Regions from separate parts of the Bos taurus genome. Here region 1 is linked to region 2. A link is a contact called in public Hi-C data. All regions are on one chromosome and are shown on one strand. The core of a region is the stretch at or near the end of the contact, and the rest is flanking DNA. Distances in the headings are between cores, read along the strand shown. Region 1 overlaps ZFPM1 (zinc finger protein, FOG family member 1). Region 2 holds the start of ZFPM1 (zinc finger protein, FOG family member 1).

What was found. A called contact is a pair of places that touch in the nucleus more often than the background predicts.
Region 1: a contact with region 2 is called in a Hi-C map of skeletal muscle, with 6 times the contacts expected there. The contact joins the enhancer-like site here to the promoter of ZFPM1 in region 2. A contact is called at or near these places in 2 of 11 Hi-C or Micro-C datasets (blastocyst and skeletal muscle).

Annotation. Positions count from the first base shown.
Region 1 is chr18:13,772,404-13,775,103 of ARS-UCD2.0, forward strand. ZFPM1 (zinc finger protein, FOG family member 1) reads left to right here. Exons shown (of 10, transcript XM_024978915.2): 5 at 1,274-1,376. Among named protein-coding and RNA genes, the nearest start is that of ZFPM1, 54 kb to the left of the region's middle. Within about 2 kb of position 1,313, at least 17 of the 102 cell types and tissues checked have an H3K27ac peak or open chromatin away from gene starts, as enhancers often do. A contact at or near this core is called in skeletal muscle, where this site is marked.
Region 2 is chr18:13,718,459-13,721,158 of ARS-UCD2.0, forward strand. It overlaps ZFPM1 (zinc finger protein, FOG family member 1), which reads left to right and starts at 1,436. Exons shown (of 10, transcript XM_024978915.2): 1 at 1,436-1,777. The coding sequence starts at 1,738.

The DNA.
Region 1 (2,700 bases), core at 63-2,562, 54 kb after region 2:
GGGGCCAAGGCAGGGTGGGCATGGCGCTGGCCAGCTCCACTCCTGTGAGCCACTGGCCGACTATTCTCCACTCGACTGTTCCACGACTGAGCGTTGCAGCTAGTCCACTGGCCGGGCTGCCTGAGCCCAACACAGGATGAGGGCAAGGCGCAGAGGAGTGCGGTGAGGCCGCTGTGCATTGAGGGCCAGTGCCCTCCCAAGTCTCCCAGTCAGGGAGTCTGGACTGCACCCTGGTACCCAGCTCTGGAGCCCATGTGGTCCCTGCAGGCAAAGCCTAATAAAGCCATGGGCTAGGACCAGGCATGCTGGTGCCCACAACCCATCAGAGGACCCCTCCAAGTGCTACTTGCCCCAGACATCCCACCACATAGCATCCTGGCCAGCTGCCACAGGTGCCTCAGGGTGCACAAACGGCCCGTCCAGGGGGCAGCAGGTAACACGGTCTTACAGTTAGCTCAACAGTTTGCACACGGCGCCCAGGGGCTGAGCTTGGCCATCCCACTGGAGAGGAGCAGTCCAGAACCCACCCAGCCCTGGGGCTGCAGCCTGACGGGCGGCAGTGGTCACTCCAACCTCCTGGGGCCAAGCAGGGCGAGGTCTGTACTGCATTGCTCCCCGCTGGGCGCTTCAAAGGCCGGACTCTCAGCCCAGGCCACTGGGGGAGTGAGCTGCCTCCCTTCCCTTCCCTCACCTGTGAGGTGGGAGGAGGGTGCAACCAGCAAGGTGGGGGCAAGGGGCTGACCATGCTCTGGGAGCCGCGGGGAGGTTGGGTGCTCAGCCAGCAAGGCAGGGGGACGTCTTGCTGCCCGGGGACCTTGTGGGGCTGCTGGGCCCAGGCAGAGGTTCCTCACATGTCCGCCACCTACCAGCCCCAGAATGGACCGGACAGAGATGCACCGGCGTGCCCCAGGGCTGGGATGATGCCATCTCTTCCAGGCCAGTCCCCTGCTCACTCGCGCCAGCAGCCTGCGCCTGGGGTAGCAGCCCACTCGGGAGGGGGCGGCTGGAGCGAATGGCAGTCTGTCTGTGCAACCTTGGGTGAGCTGCTCGACCTCTCTGGGCCTCAGCTCCTCAGTGAACCCAGCGCCTGACCTGTGGAAGGCGCTGGCTCCCTGCAGTGTGCCTGTTGCCAGCACGGTGCTCAGCACACCCATGGGGTGAACTCTCAGGCTTCTGCCCACGTGGTCCCTGAAGAACGCTCCTGGTCTACCTCTTTTTCTGCTGTGTCCGGGAGCATGACTGAGTGCTTGCTGACCCCTCTTCCTGCCCCCAGAGCCCGGCCCTGACCCTGCTGCTGGAGGACGAGGCCTGCTGGCTGAGGACACTGCCCCAGCCCCTGGCCGAGGCTGAGGCCAACGCGGAGATCTACCGGAAGGGTTGGTATCCTGGTGCTTCCCTCACGGCTTCCGGAGGAGGGGGGTCATGCTTTTCCTGGGGCAGCCCTTAAAGGCAAACCAGCCTGCCTGGGCCACTGCTGCCATGCCCCGATCAATGTCAGTCTGGGACTGGACAGACATCTGCCCGGGCATGGGGGAGCAGCCCCCCAGTGAGGCCAGGACTGCCCTCAGGACCTCTGGGAGACCACCAGGGCAGCAGAGGAACCAGGCCTGGTGGGCTGCCGGGTCTGGCAAGGGCCAGCAGGTCCATGTGGGGCCTCTGTCTTGTGAGGACAAGGAAAGCACTCGCCCCCATGCCCCTCCTGTGCCATCCAGGAGTGGCTCTCGAGGGAGGGGGGCAGGCTGGGTCCTTGGCACCCCTGGTGTCCTGGTCCTGCCTGCCCTGGTCTGCCCAGACCAGCCTTCCCAGCGTGTGACGATCTGGGCATCAAGGCGGGGGACCTCCCATTACAGATGGAGGCTCTGGTCCCAGGGTGGGTGGGAGGACGGACTCGTGACAAGTTCTACACCCGAGCAAGGGCCATCCACCACAGCGTGGCCACCTGGAAGGGCCATGTGCCTGCTGACCACAGGAAACCCACCTCCTTCCCCGACAGGGGCTCCACTTCGGTAGAATGTTCTGGGGGTGTCCCCCTCACCATCGCCTGAGTGCAATGAATTAAGTGTCCTGGGGGCAAGAGGGGACCAGGCTGGGCTGCTGCTCCAACACCCACCCGAGCCCCTCCCCATGTGGGGTCCCCAGGAGCACCCAGGGACCTGAGCTTTCCCTCTGCCTGTGGTGACCCCATGGACCTGGCTAACATGGCCACATGTACTCCTCTCCAGAGGACCCCCACCCCTCCTCCCTGCTTGAGGGTACTCTTAAGGGCCCAGAGAGCACTGGAGGGCCTGGGTTGGCAGCAGGTGACCAGCTAGGGGCCTGGACACCTGACTGGGAAACGGCCTGGTTAGCACTGCCTTGCCTGGTCAGCAGGGCCCATCTGCCCGGGTAGGATAAGGGTCCCTGGGGTGCTGAATGCTCTCATAAGGTGGCCTGGGGCCTTGCCTCTTAGGGAAGGCAGGCTCCTGGCAGCCTCTGAGCTGGACTGAGTCCTGTTAGCCGCGGCTGCCCCCTGCAGGCTGCTGTGGAAACAGCCGTGCCGGCCAAGCTGTGAGGCCTTTCCAGGGCTTGGTGAGTGGCTACCCAGCCCTCCGGGCTGTTCCGGTCTGCTTGGCTCCTCTCTCCTGGAAAAGGGCCCTCCCACTCAGACAGGCTGGCGCAGGGAGGCCCAAAAGAGCAGGCACACCCTGGGGGACCACTCAG
Region 2 (2,700 bases), core at 186-2,685:
TGTGAGGATCACCTGCCATCAGGTGGGTGAGTCCAGCTTTGCAGACAGGCATCCAGACACCCTGTTTGCAAAGCTCTTCCCCTTAGCCTCTGGCCCCTGCTAACTTCCTATTTCTTGCAAATATGGGGTTGGGGACGGTGGGGTGAGGGCAGGCACCAAATGCAGGCCAAGAATATTAAAGGAATACAGTTGAGCTCCCAGGGACGACTCTGATGCTGTGTGACCTTGAGCCTCCTGGAAAGTGGGGGGCCTCTGGGATCCCATGAACATATTCCAAAGGACAGAAGGGCTGGCCTCCGTGTCCACGGCTGGAACAGGCAGTACTGACCGTGGGAACCTCGCTCCTTTCTACTTCCTGGGCGTCCAGCGGGGGCGTCCTGGAAAGGCACGGCCTGGGAAGGAGAGACCCAGAGGGGCAACGCCTGGGGGCTGCTGCGAGGGGGCGGGGAGCAAGCACAGGCCGCTGGATTCTGCGGCCTCCCGGATTTCCAGCCAGATCTGAGTCCAAGGGAGGAGGGTCCGAAGTCCCTCGCTCTCCATTTGGGGCTATGGTCACGGGAGGTGGCGAACCCCTCGGATGCTGCTTCCACCAGTCTTGGGCGGAATCCCCACCGTGCCAGAGCCGGCTCCACACCCCAAATCTGGTCCCAGGCAATGTGGGACGTCAAGGCCTCGGGCTGCTTGACCCGGCCCTCATTGTCCCCTACCCGGCGGGCCGAGGAGGGTGGTCGCAGAGCCTAGGAGTTCTGGGCGGGTCAGAGGCCCTGAAGGCGGAATTATAGAGCAGCGGGGCGTAGTGATGGAGCGGTGAGCGGAGCCCAGGCTTTGGGGTGTGCTCTGGGCGGAGCCTCGGAGTTTAGGGGCCGAACCAGGTCAGGTCAGGCTTGGGGTGGGGCTGGCATCGGGGGGCGGGTCTAGAGAGAGCTTGAGCCCGGTCGGGCGCGGTGATCCGGAGCGGCGGAGTGTATTGGGTCGCAGAGTCTGAGCCAGGCCTGGGGACAAAGCAGCAGGGCCAAAAGAGGTGTGGAGGAGGCCACAGGTTCACCCAGGGCCGGGGCCAGCTCCCTGGGGGCGGGGCCAGAAGGCGGGGCGGGACCATTTCAGCGAGGAAGCAAGAGGGCGAGCCAGGGTGTCGGGGCGGGGCCAGCCGAGGCGGGGAGAGGCCAAGGCCGCGAGGAAGCAAGACCGCCCGGGGGCTTGCGCGCGCTGCGCTGGGGGAGCGGAGCGCGGCTCTGGGGGCGGGGATGAAGGCGGGGCCGGAGCCAGAGGAGGGTCAGGAGGCGGGGCGACGGGCGGAGATAAGGGCCGGACTCGGCGACGGGGCGGGGCCAGAGGCGGGGGCGGGCCCGGAGGCGCGGCGCCGTGACGCGCACGCCCCGCCCCCACGCCCCGAGCGCCCTGGCAGAGGCCGCCAGGTCCGCCGCGCGCTACCCGCAGGTTCCATTGAGAAGAGCGGAGCGGCGGCGGCGGCGGCGTCTGCGCGGGAGCGGAGAAGCCGACAGCAGCCCGCCGCCCGCCGCCCCCGGCGGTCTGCGCGGCCGTACAGCAGGGACTAGACTCCGGCCTCCTCAGCGGCGCCGGGCCGGACGCGGCGGGCTGGGGGCGCGGGCCGGGGCGGCCGTGGAGCCGAGGGGCCGGGGGCATGAGCCGCCCCGCGGCCCCGCCGCGCCCCCGCCGCCCGCCGCCGCCCACCAGGGGCTAGAGGCGGCCGCCGGGAGGGCGCGCGGCGCCGGAGACATGTCCAGGAGGAAACAGAGCAACCCCCGGCAGATCAAGCGTGAGTCAAACTTTGCCCGCCGGCCCCGACCCCCGCCGCCCCCACTACCCGTTCCCCGGCCCGCCCCGCTCTGCCCGCGGCGCCCGCGACCTTCACCCCGCGCCGCGCCCCCCGCGCTGTGTGCCAAGCGCGCCGTAATCTAATCTCTGCCGGCGGGCCGGGCCCCCGCGTCTGGGCTCCAGCATCGGGGGTCCGGCCTGGAGGGGGTGTCCGCCCAGAGGGCCGCAACGGGGTGGCTGGGGGCGCGGCCACCTCGCGCCCTGCCCCTCCCCCGCATCCCAGAGATGGTGCAGCGATAAGGCGGCCCCGATCTGGGCTCAGATAAAGTTTAAAATATTCCATTCTGCAAGTCCTATCCTGATAAGATCGCTCTGTCGGGACGGGCTGAAATTGTGATCTTATCTCGCGCGGTTGACTCTCCCAGGCTTTGTATCTAGAGGGAGAAAGAGAGACCTGAGAGGGAGAAGGGGCACCTAGGGCGTGTGGAAGTGCAGGCCAAGTGACAGAGACCCGCGGGTGCCCACCACCATGCCTTCTGGTCACAGAACCTCCTGGCTGCGGGGGGCAGGGGTGCTGCTACCACAGCCCATGAGCTGGGCTCCAGCCCTGTCTCCCGGGTCTCCAACTCCAGCTTTCCCTGCCGGGGACAGCCTCCTGGAGGCCTTCTCCCTGTGTCCCAGCCAGAACCACAGGGGCTTTTGCGCTCCTAGGCTTGCGGTCACACACCTTCTATCCAAGGGGCTGCTCCTTCAGGGAGGGGTCTCCCAGGACTCAGTCCTGGGCCACGCGTCCAAGTTTCTCCCCCATCTGGACCAAAGGCCATTCCCCAGGGGGGCCAGGCAGTCACTGCTGATGCCCAGCCCCCAACCCCCTACCCCAGCGATAAGAGTGCCCTAAACTCTTGGGGCCACTCGGCTGAAAGA